Linked DNA regions of Zea mays: region 1 is linked to region 2. The links are chromatin contacts, called in public Hi-C maps. All regions are on one chromosome and are shown on one strand. The core of a region is the stretch at or near the end of the contact, and the rest is flanking DNA. Distances in the headings are between cores, read along the strand shown.

Region 1 (5,513 bases), core at 2,146-4,645, 260 kb after region 2:
ACCGGCATTGATTTCTTGGATACATATTTCACAAAAAAAAACTCTAGTGTTCTCAAAAGTCCAAGCCGCTTTGTCATAAACTTCATTCTGATCAAAATTTAAAACATGTATGCAAACGAAGTTTAGAAATTTTAAACATGTACGCGGTTAAAGTCATGTAGAACAATAGGAAAAAAAGGAAAGGAATTTACATTATTTCCAATTAGTGGTTCAGCATGCGGTTCATCTTCGATGGGTTGCAAATCATCATCATGAATTATATTAGATCGTGGAGGCTTGTATGCGCTCCCACGTCCGCAACCACGAACAGACCCTTGCGAACCTTGTGCTGGCTGCTTTCCACGTCCGGAAATAACATCTACAAAATAATATCTTCTCAACACTGGAACAAACAAGTGGGGCTAACAAGAACAGGTAAACGTAACACGACACAACTTGTGAACATCCACAGTACACCTGCGACACGATCCGTAGCTTGGTCCTGTGTGGCGAGGTTCGCGGTGGCGAGGCCGCGCCCAGCACTCACCATGCCAACACTAGCGGCGACGAGCCCTCGCCCAGCCCTACGCTCGTCCTCGACGACCTCGGGTAGTTCTGGCGGCGGCCCCTGTCGTCGCTTGCGACGTCATGTCCCCCTAGCCGCACGCCAGTGGTGGTGTCGAGCCCTCCTGTGCCTACGAGTTTGACATCTGTAGCCAATGTCGGTGTTGAGGAAGTTGCTGCACTTTCTTCGTCTTCTAGGAACACATTAAAATCCAAGTCTCGCCGCAAGGTGCTCCTATACTTTAAGGCTGCCGCCAAATTTTTCTCGGCGTCGAGATTGTCCATGGGGGAGCCGGTCCTAGGTCCACACCGGTTTTAGTGGTAGGTAATAGAGATTCTGGACAAATCTAAGTGCATATCAGTTTCAATTTCTCTTCATATGCCTACTTGTGCAATTTCAGCATTTCATTTATGCTCTGATCTAGCAATTTTTCGTACATCACTGTGATCCCAAAAAGAAGTTAGTGAGTTACCTGTATATGGCACTGTCAAATGGTAAAACAGCCATATAACAAAGGATATGTTGATTTTTTAACTAAGATGCACGTCTTTGGAAAGTGTTGAAGTTTAGGAAATTTTATTCTAATTTCAGGTGCAAAGATGAATAACTAAGGTCTCAACAACAGAAAAGCAAAGCGATTTTTTATCTTTTCAAGTTTTTGGAAACATGAATTAGTTTAGGCTGAATTAAGAAAGCACACACAGACATAGATTTTCAGCAATCGTTCGAAGGAATTAGAAAGCACTAATGCTACATTTGTCGATGGTCGGGCAGTAATGAAGCTTTAAAACATGTTTGTCAAAAGGAGGGATGGGAGGTTTTTAAAAAATATATACCAATAGAGCATGGTTATGGTGGAGGATACATTGATTTGTTAACTAACGTGTACGTTGATTATTTACAACATGAATGAAGCATGATAAATATAAACATTATGAAACCGAACTAATCGTCCAATAATGCAGTGGCGCAGAATTGAATCACAAGCAAAGGAAAAATACATTTACCTCTTTGGATAAACACTGGATGTACGATTTTCTTGCATGTACTGGAATCCAAAAGAGATTGTTGGTACAAAGTATTAAAAATACAGTGTTATTCCCCTCGGAAACGCAATGTTATTCCGCTTGTTCTTTTGCTGCAAGCTACGTACCTGCCGATGCTCCTGCTGACGGTGTTGCCCTGCCCCTCGGGCTGCGACTCCGCGAGGACCTTCTTGACCACGGCCCTGGGCTTCTCGAACGGCGGTGTGGACTCTCAAGGAGCGGCGGCGGTGTGGACTCCTAGGAAGCGACGGCGGTGTGGTAAGATGGACTTTGAGATACCGACGGGTGAAAAAGAGAGCGCTAATTAACGTAATTTCAATTCACATAACTATGAGTAGTTGGTCTTTTATAAAAAATAACCACTGTATTTTTATAATAGTAAAGATCTACCCATTGTATTTTTATAGTCTACATAATCTTGCGTTGAGTGTTCTATTTCTCGTTAGTAGCTTCACTATGTTTGTTCATATCGTTTTTCACGGTACTAAGTGAGAAATAAATTAAAAATTAGATCAAGGCATGCGTTTCTGCATACAAGTATTACTTTATCTTTAGTTTCTATAATAAAATTTATTAGACTAATTTTATAGACTATTCTCTACTAAATGTCACCACTCAATGGAATTCAACGTATGACATGCTTAGTTGTGCTTTTGAAGCATTGGCCCAAGAGGATACTCAATATAAAAAGCCAACTATAGTCACTGTTTAGTTCACGTATTTATAATGTAATGAGTAACAAATAACGTTAAATCATGTTTGTTTAAGTCTAATCGTAATTAGATATCACACTAGTAACCGGTATCGGCATATTCAAACTTATTATCATCGGTATTCGAATGTGTATTGTTATCATTACCGTTTACGTTATATTTCGTGAACCAAACAACATCTTAGATGTGTTTCAGTTAGCGCTTATTTATGTGTGTGTGGGGGGTGGGGGCTGACGGGACTATACCCCTGTTTGTTTCGGTTTTTTGCAGCTTCTGGCCACCAAAAGTTGCTGCGGACTGACAAACACTCAGCTTTTCAGCCAACTTCTATAAAATTCGTTTGTGTAAAAACCATTCAAAATCAACATAAACATATAATCGGTTGAATCGTCGCAATAGTAGTAATCCGTCACTTTATAGATCCTGAGCCTCATGGACAACTTTATCTTTCTCCGCACGTAATACTACTGATACTCAGATTCTCTACACAGCTAGATTCTTCACACAGCTAGATTCTCGAAAAAGCTGGTCAGAAAAAAGCTGAACCAAACATCACATATATGTGTGGTTTACTTTGTATCTAGTCTTGCACTGTTGCTCCCCCTGTTGTGCTTTATGTGGAATTTGTTGCTACTAAATTCTGACGTACCAAATACTATTTTTAAGTTGTAATTCTACTAGAACCGATGTATCTAAATTGTACAACGGTGTAAAAGTTTCGAACAAAACTTTTTCTTCACTACTAGTACTAGGAATTAACCAGTCATTATCGATTTGTTCCCTTCTAGAAGACCTAATTTCAGACGTGTGGTCCGTGGCATTAACCGCTCCGGAGTGCATCACCGTCACGGCAGAAGAGACAGGGAGCACCGCACGAAGGCCGCGGCCCACAGCCTGGACCCACGCGCCAGTGACCTAATCCCACCCAGAAATAAGCAACCGTTTACGCACCGCGTTTAACGACGCGGACCACGTGTCCACGCGGTGGTCTTATCCATCCGTCCGTGTCCGTCTCCTCCCCCATCCGCTCCGGCTCCCTCCCTGCTATAAATACCGGACCGACCCTAGGCCTCCGACAGCAATCAGCAATAATCTCGCCGTCTCATCGCAAAACCCAGCGCCCCAAAGCGACCCCACCGAAGCGTCCCAGCCCGACCGGAATGGCGATGGCACCGTGCGCACCCGCCTCCGTCTCCTCCTTCCCCGCCCGCCCAGTGCGGGCCCCTTCCGCTGTCCGGCCGCGCGCCGCCGCGATCCGCGCCACTGCGGCGGCGGCGGAGGGTGGCAGGTGGTGGGCGCCGCTGCTGGGGTGGTCGGGGAAGGCCGACTACCTTGAGGCCCCGGCCCCGGTGCCGGCGGTGCTGCAGGATGACGACGCGGCCGCGGCGCGCAGGCAGTTCGTGGGGGGGCTGACGGAGGAGAAGGCCCGCCAGCTGCGGGCGCGGATGGCGCAGACGGAGTCCTTCCACGACGCCATGTACCACTCCGCCATCGCCTCACGCCTCGCCCGCTCCGCCTAAACCGGCCGGCCGGCCGGCCAGCTGGCCGCCGCCGTAGATCTAGAGCTCCGCCCGCTTTTGTGTATACTGGTTTCGCCTTCATTTTCGGGGATGTCTTTGTTTCCACTACCCCATTGTCGTCGTCGTCGTCGTGGAGCAGGAGGGGCAGGGATCTGCTGGTTTTATGAGGCGCCCTACCCCTCCCTCCCATTGTCCACCGCGGCGGCCGCTCCGGGATGTGCCCGATCTGCGCAGATCCGCGAAGCGTTGCTGCAACCTACTACTATGTACTAGTACTGTTACTCTTCAAAGTTCCCTCTCTTATTAGTTGTTGCTAAATTAATGCTCCAATGTCAGATGTGGTAGCGTGACAGATACTATTTGGTTTTCCCGAGTCAATCATCACATCGACATATCTATAATAATTCAACTAGTAATCGCAGACACCGACCTCCCATCATTAATTTAAGCCAACACGCTAACCAAAACTCGATCGATCCAGTGCACCATCGACGCCGCAGATCTGTCCAGCAAAAATGGAGCAAGTGGCCGGCCCGTGCAGAAACAGCAGATTATTTTAGCCAACATGACGTGCTTATTAAAGCCGAGGGAACATGGAATCTTTCACTATGAGTATTCGCTAACAACTGAAAAAATATCATTATCAGAGGGGGGCAACTTTTTCTTTTTGCAATATTCTTTTTTTTTTCTATAAACCGCAGGAGCAGCATCCTTCAAAGCTTAACATGTTTCAAGCAGCAGACAGTTGTTCAATCCGTACCAGCGATGAGAGATGTCAAAGACCATTCGTGAAGAATAACCAAGTCCAAACCAGTTCTTCACGGCTTGACGCGTAGCCAACTAAACATCGCTACCAGATCAGCTGTACAATGGACAAACCTCGCCGAATGCCAGCGATAGAGCTCAATGACGGTGATAACAAGAACCGAACAAATGCTGCAGTTGCATCACGCCCTAAGGATGTCTCCAGCAACGTTTCTCTGTATCCGTCTTTTACAGAGTCTCCTTTACAGTCTCCTTTAAAAGATTATATTCTCTATATCTCCTTCTTTCCAACAACGTCATCTAAATCACGTCATCTATACTCAAATATCTATATTAAAGACATTTTTTATTTTTATTTTTTACATACCTATTTATCATACTCTCAAATATATTGTATATATTTTAGTTTTACTAAACCGTTTATTTAAAATATTCAAATAGATAGATGACCGTTTAGAGAAACTCTAAATATAGAGAATCCAGCAGCGTTCTCTAAATTTAGAGGACCGTTTAGAGGACGCTGCTAGAGAGCGTAGAGAGTTATTTGATCCTCTATATTTAGGGTACAAAACCTCTAAAGACCTTGCTAGAGCTAGCCTAAGTTTGCAATCTATCTTTGTTTCATATTACGTCATATAATCATCACCCCGTTTCTTCGACTCAGTGCTAGGTTAGGAACTCCAATTTTACAAGGTATTTCTATTTTTTTTAGAAAAAACTAATTTCATTTTCACAAGGTATTTCTATTTTTTTCGAAGAACAAACTCTACAAAGCCACCAGGAAGCCAGCCGGCCCATCGTACTCGTTACCTAGTGGATGTCCTCATGTTTTCGCTTTTAAGACTCCCAACCTTAAATCAACATCAGTTCAATCAGCCGGATCACACTATAGTACTCCCCGGATCCAAAAATAATATTTATTTTA
Region 2 (6,032 bases), core at 1,667-4,166:
TAATCTATTGTGACTTGGGTGGTGTAGGTCGTAGCTATGGTGAGTTGGAGGTCGGGGGCCAGAACCACGACGGCTTGGACGCCGTCGTCCCCAGGATTAGAATTGATGGCAGGGATGGACGCGTGAACAGTGCTCGCCGATGAACAGTAGCTATGGGGAAAGCACATGCAAGATAGTTGCCTGCTTACTTCATTCCTTAGCCAAAGGCTGCAATATATATGGCTGAGATAGCAGCCAACAACAGACAAACTCTATCCAAAGACTAAAAACTCGATCATAGCAACAAACTCTATCTGAGACTAACAACCCGATCTTAACAAACTCTATCCGAGACTAACAACCTGAACAAACTCTATCCGAGACTAACAACCTAAACAAACTCTTGTGTTGCGACGGCAGTATGGGATGCCGGTCATAACATAATCATAATCCGGTATGGGATGCCAGCGCTATTTGTCACCCTAGGTGAAGCTTCACCCACTCAGTAATTATTATTTAAGGTTATTCAGTAATTATTGATTATTACTGGCTGGGTGAAGCTTCACCTAAGGTGACATGTGTGTGTATAATGTGTGTGTGTGTGTATATATATTCTGTAGTTGGTTATTGCGATAACAGCTATACTAATTTACAAGATATTGTAACTCCCTCCTAAGTGATTTACTATAACATTATGGTAAATGTCATCATGAGTTATAGCAATGTATGTATCATAAATATGTATCACTTTATCGTTAATTTAGTGCAAACATTATCATAAATCAAGGTGGCCAGCAGAAAACCAAAAACTCTAGGAAGCAAATGAAAATGTGGGCACAGAAATTGATTGTAAAAACAGTGTGCTTATTTCCATTCTGAATGCAGAAGTTAAGAAACAGACCTGTCCAAGTATAAGATCACGCACATAAACACCCATGGTTGTCTTGCGGCCATTAGATCCGGGGGAGAACTCCTGCGTTAAATAAATGCAAATGATTCAGCTCTGGTTCATACTCAACAGTTCTAAAAAAGTGGGAAAAGTACCATGTACCTCATCATCCCTCAAATAGGGCTCATACCACATCCAAAGAACCTTTGGGTCTGCAACATACCGAAGATACAAGAAACCAATCTGCACCAAATAGCGCAAAACAGTCATTCGACACAAAATATTTTAGTATTTAACAGGCTTAGTAAAGACAAAAAAAACAAAATGCTCACAACTCCAAAGCACAGACTGGTACACTATGAACTTCTTGCAAACTTTGTCATCCCCGTGTCCTAGGACCAAGAAATTCAGCCACAAGTCCATCCAAAGAAACAAGTTGTCGGACCGTTAGTGGCTATAACCAAAATGTAAGCACAAAATTATGTACAAGTGATTCGCAAGGAATGTAAGATTTTTCATTGCAAAAAATACTTCCGAAATAAGTTTTATAATCATCCCAATAAACATATAGATTCATACACTAACCTCATGCCTAATGAATAGATACAGGGCCATGAAGCAAGACATTCAGCATCAGCAAACAGAAGGGCAGGAAACAGAAACTTACAGCTCTAATGTGTGGGGAGTCAGGATGCTTCAACAAACCGTGCATCTGTTTGACAGTAAGCTTCATGGTAAAGAACTTGTATAGAAGACAGAATGCAGTGGAGGGGCCTCTGCAATTGCCAGTCATCCAAGGCTCCACATGTTTGACAGTGTTGTAGATCTCATCGATGACCTCATGATAGGTTTTCAACCTATAGAGCTCCTTAAAGTAATCAGAAGACAGAATGTTCATGCTAAGAACCTTCTCCATCAGCACATCAATGGGCTTCCCTGAAGTTTGTATCTCCATTTTCCAGAAAAAAAATCAATCTCAATCACAAAGATCAATATGGGATATCCTCCTATTCCAAAGTTTATGTAACCTGCACACAGTAAAGTCAGGGAATAAGAAAGGTACAGCAAAACCAAGGAGTGAACGAATGAATTTCTGCTAAACAATAGGGTGAGCATATAGCCATATACAGATGACAGATCATTTGTTTCTATACAAGCAATCTATCTAGTGAAAAATGGTCCCTTTCCTTGGCCTATGGCTGAAACCACCACATTGCCCCCAACATGCCAATTTAAACTTGCATCGCTTTCCACTGTGCTCATACTAGTGAAGAATAATTAACGACACCATATTTACATTCACATCAAAATTCAACTCACAGTTAAAAATATAGCATTATTTTCATTAGATCCTAACTCATATTTACCTCATGGTACATATCCAAATGATTGAATTATCAATTATACAAGGCCTATATAGTAACCTGCGTAACCCATTTGAGCATGAGTAGCCTACAAGAATTCATGAAGTACTAAGATCTTCCACCAATATAATGGTTATGCATATATGTAACCCTGACCCAAGTAAACCAGACGAATTCTTCACCGTTTACTATGGTAGGGATGCTGCTGCAGATGTTTGCCATTCGCATAGCCCTAACCCAATTAAACACCTCTTACGATTCTATCTAGCACAACAAAAAACAAGTCCGTAGCAAACCAATTCCATCAGAAACGGCCCGAGGTCGTAGCGGATTCAACGCGCGCAAAATCTCTAGGAATAAACCGCTACCATCGCCTACCAATCGAATCGATACGGAAAACAAAATAAGGAGCAAACCGGGCGAGTGAAATCCACCAGGAGGCTCCTCACGGTTCGATAGAAGAGCACGTAAAACGGGACTAGATCCTACAACAACCCATGCAAAAGCAAGCTAGGGTTTCCTTATTACCAGCAAAAGAGGGAACTCGTTCCGGGTCCGGATTGATCTTCACGCCACGCCGCCGGCCGGACCGGCTGAGAGGAGGAGCAGGGCGACAACGAGGGTGACGGCTAGAAGACTCCGTCGAGGTCGGTGGTTTGCTTGGCTTCGGCGGAGGAGGCGTGCGCGTTCGGGGCGGCGGCCGCGGGGGCAGGGAAAAAGATAAGTATTGTTCCGTTAAGGGCCGCGATGCGAGGCGGCCGTGCCTGTATTTTATATATTTTTCAGTTCAGTTTGCTCCTCTCGGATTTGTTTGGGAGAGCTTTATTCTTTCATTCAAACCAGATTTAGCTTTACTGTAGTTTATAATATTAATTTAATTAATTTTAAAAATATGTTTAATCTAAATAATAAATAAAATAATTTATCTAAATGTTTTCTAAATACTTATATCTCTAGCTTAAAGATTTTTTGAAGCTCCTCAAAGATTGTTTCACAACAACTGTTTTTATATCATCTCGTAAAGTTGCATGAAAATTACTTACCACGCCACTAGTTACATAACTCATGACAGCCACTAATCAATTGTATTGTAGAAGTTGAAGTCTATGTGCAAGTCAAACACTTCTCGAGCCTATTTTAACAATTTGTTGGAGTTGTTTTATGGAGAAGCTAGAAAATCGAAGATGAAATTATTTAAGTGAAACCCTCCCAAAGCATCTCCAACAATATCTTAAACTGGTGACTCAAATTTAAATATGAGGCTCTATAAGGAAAACTACTCTAACAGTGTATCATTTCATAAAATTTAGTCAAAAATTTATAGGGCACTCTCTTAAGTGCCTTAAATATACTACACTGTAGCGCGCTTCCTTATAATCTAGATTTGAGACTTTACTGATAGAGTGGAATGTTTTTTTTGCCCTAAATTCTATAAAATATATAATCATTTTTAAATTATAGGGCATTTTTATAAGTCACGTTGTTGGAGATGCTCTAATAGGAGAGAGAAGTGAAGCAAGCGAGTTGGATCATTTTTTTTCACAATTTTCATTTGATTTGATGATAATCTCTATATCTTTACTATTATATTGTCTCCAACGGTGTGCCCTAAATTCCATCCTCTAAAGAAATATTTCATATCATTTACAACACTCTCTAAAAGACTCTATTCTCTATATTGTTTCCATCTCCAACAACGTTCTCTAAATTTTATCCTCTATATCTGCAATGTTAACAAAATCCATAAAGTACCATATTTATTTACTCTTTTGCATATAATTTGAACATGACGTAATTAACTAGGACAAATTCTTGAATGTATATTAATTAGGAAATCAATTATCTAGGATTATTGTGTATATATTAATTCATGTAAAATGTCATTCATGTGTACTTAGATTAATTTATGCTGATCATTTTTCACCATGATCCACGGGTTCCACAACCATCACGTGCACGAAAGGTAAAGTAGAGAGAGGAAAATGCGGGACTACTCACGAGGCTGGTGTTGGAACTTGCTCTCTTGGGCAAGTTGATCCAACGGGAGAGTAAAAGCAACGTAAACAAGGTTTCAATTCGAGATGGCAATAGCTCTGTTAATCTAGCCTCTCAAGGGTACTGTGCGGGGGTATTTATAGGTACCTGAGTGCCCAGCATCCTGAGTTAAGGACGCATGTGCCCTCAGGCGCCTAGGTTATCCCCGGAATATTCTCATAAAGCAGGGTTACAGACTGTAATTACATGGAAACCTTTACAAATTAGGCCCGTAATGCGCAGCGGCCACGCAGGGCCTGTTACAATGGGCCGGATCACACGTGGGCCTCCATGTTGGACGAGGTCACGGGATGGGATGACCTCGTCATAGGCCTTCGTCCAGCGACGAGTGGGACGAAGGGTAAAGTCTGCCAGTCGTCTTGTCTCCGTTGGTGCAGCGAGGCTGGCGAAGGCATCGAGCGAAGGGTGGCGTCTTCGCCTTCGCCCCAACATTTGCCCTCTGAGGGACCAGTTCGACTAAGTCATCTGGTGTCGAAGGCGTCGCTAGATGGTGGAGACGCTGCCCTTGCTCGAAGTGGTTCCACGGGGTTTTTGACATGACCGTTGATTGACGCCGCACTGTTGGATTGCGGGCTTACCGAAGCGTCGCGCCCTGTGTATATAAAGGGGGCGGGGCGGCGCAGATTGAAATTTACCTTTCTGCGCGCCGCGAAAACCCTAGCCTCCCTTCCAAACTGCTCGCCTGCTCGTCTGCCCTCCTTGCTCCTGTTCATCGGAGAACTGGCCCGCGTGAAGCAGACCGCGCGCCGCCGTCGACGGTACGTAGCTATGACGTCTTCCTCCTCGTCTGTTGCGACCACGCCGACGGCCGAGGCGTCTTCCGAAGATCTCTCGGGCACTGTGGCGGCAGCGGAATTATGACCGGGTGATACGGTGGAATTCGGTGTTTCGCGGATGTCGTTGGTCCGCGTGCAAGATATGCAACGGTTAGGGTATATTGGCGGCGGGGTTGGGCACGTCCCGGGGGCAGAGGAGGTTCCCGAGCCCGAGGGCGAATTGGTTGTTTTTAGGCATTTTTCATCGCCGGCCTTCGTATGCCCGCGCATCGTTTTGTGTCGGAGGTTCTGCAGAAGTTCGAAGTCCAGGTTCATCAGCTGACACCGAACATCGTGGTCGTTGGCGAAGTATGTCTGGGCAACGACGTCGTATGGCGGTCAGCCTTCGATGGAGGTCTTCGCCAAGCAATATTGTCTGCGCTGGCAGAAGAGAAAAAATGGACATAAGATTGCGCAATTCGGATCGTGCACTTTCACGCCAAAGTCCGGGAAGACTTCGATGGAAGTTGTGGAGCTGGTCCCCTGTGCTCGAAATAAGTGGGGCAACTGGTGGGACTACTGGTTCTATGTTTCGGAGGCTGAAGTCGAAGATCACCCAGGGCTCCCCGCCGCCATTATGTGTTCTCATTATTATGTGGCGTACCCGCCATTTGAAGTGGCGGAGGATGATGAAAATGAAAGGGCCCTTCGGATCGCTGCCCGCACGAGTAGTGGGCGCGATCTAGTTGAGGAATTCATAGGGTATGAGGTGTGGCCCTTGGCGCATGGATGGGCGCTGGGCGAAGTATGCCCTCGCGAGATGCCCTCCCTGGGTGGACGGAAGGTGCGAAGTTCGCTTTTTGCTTTGGATGTGCGAGGGCGGGATCCTGCCACGGTTGTGCGTGAGGCTGAGGATGGGGCAGTGAGAATTGTCGGGCGCTATGTGCCAAAGACTGAGGCCCAGCGGAGTTGGGATATACGTGGATCCAA

What was found. A called contact is a pair of places that touch in the nucleus more often than the background predicts.
Region 1: a Hi-C map of ear shows a contact between it and region 2, with 1.4 times the contacts expected there. The contact joins the promoter of LOC103630076 here to the promoter of LOC100383017 in region 2. A contact is called at or near these places in 3 of 25 Hi-C or Micro-C datasets (ear, endosperm and leaf).

The regions. Positions count from the first base shown.
Region 1 is chr6:139,283,334-139,288,846 of Zm-B73-REFERENCE-NAM-5.0, forward strand. LOC103630076 reads left to right here and starts at 3,396. Exons shown (of 1, transcript NM_001149262.2): 1 at 3,396-4,118. The coding sequence starts at 3,464. The coding sequence ends at 3,823.
Region 2 is chr6:139,025,712-139,031,743 of Zm-B73-REFERENCE-NAM-5.0, forward strand. It overlaps LOC100383017 (PRP38 family protein), which reads right to left and starts at 2,917. Exons shown (of 5, transcript NM_001175696.1): 1 at 2,761-2,917; 2 at 1,536-1,896; 3 at 1,031-1,111; 4 at 881-952. The coding sequence starts at 1,823.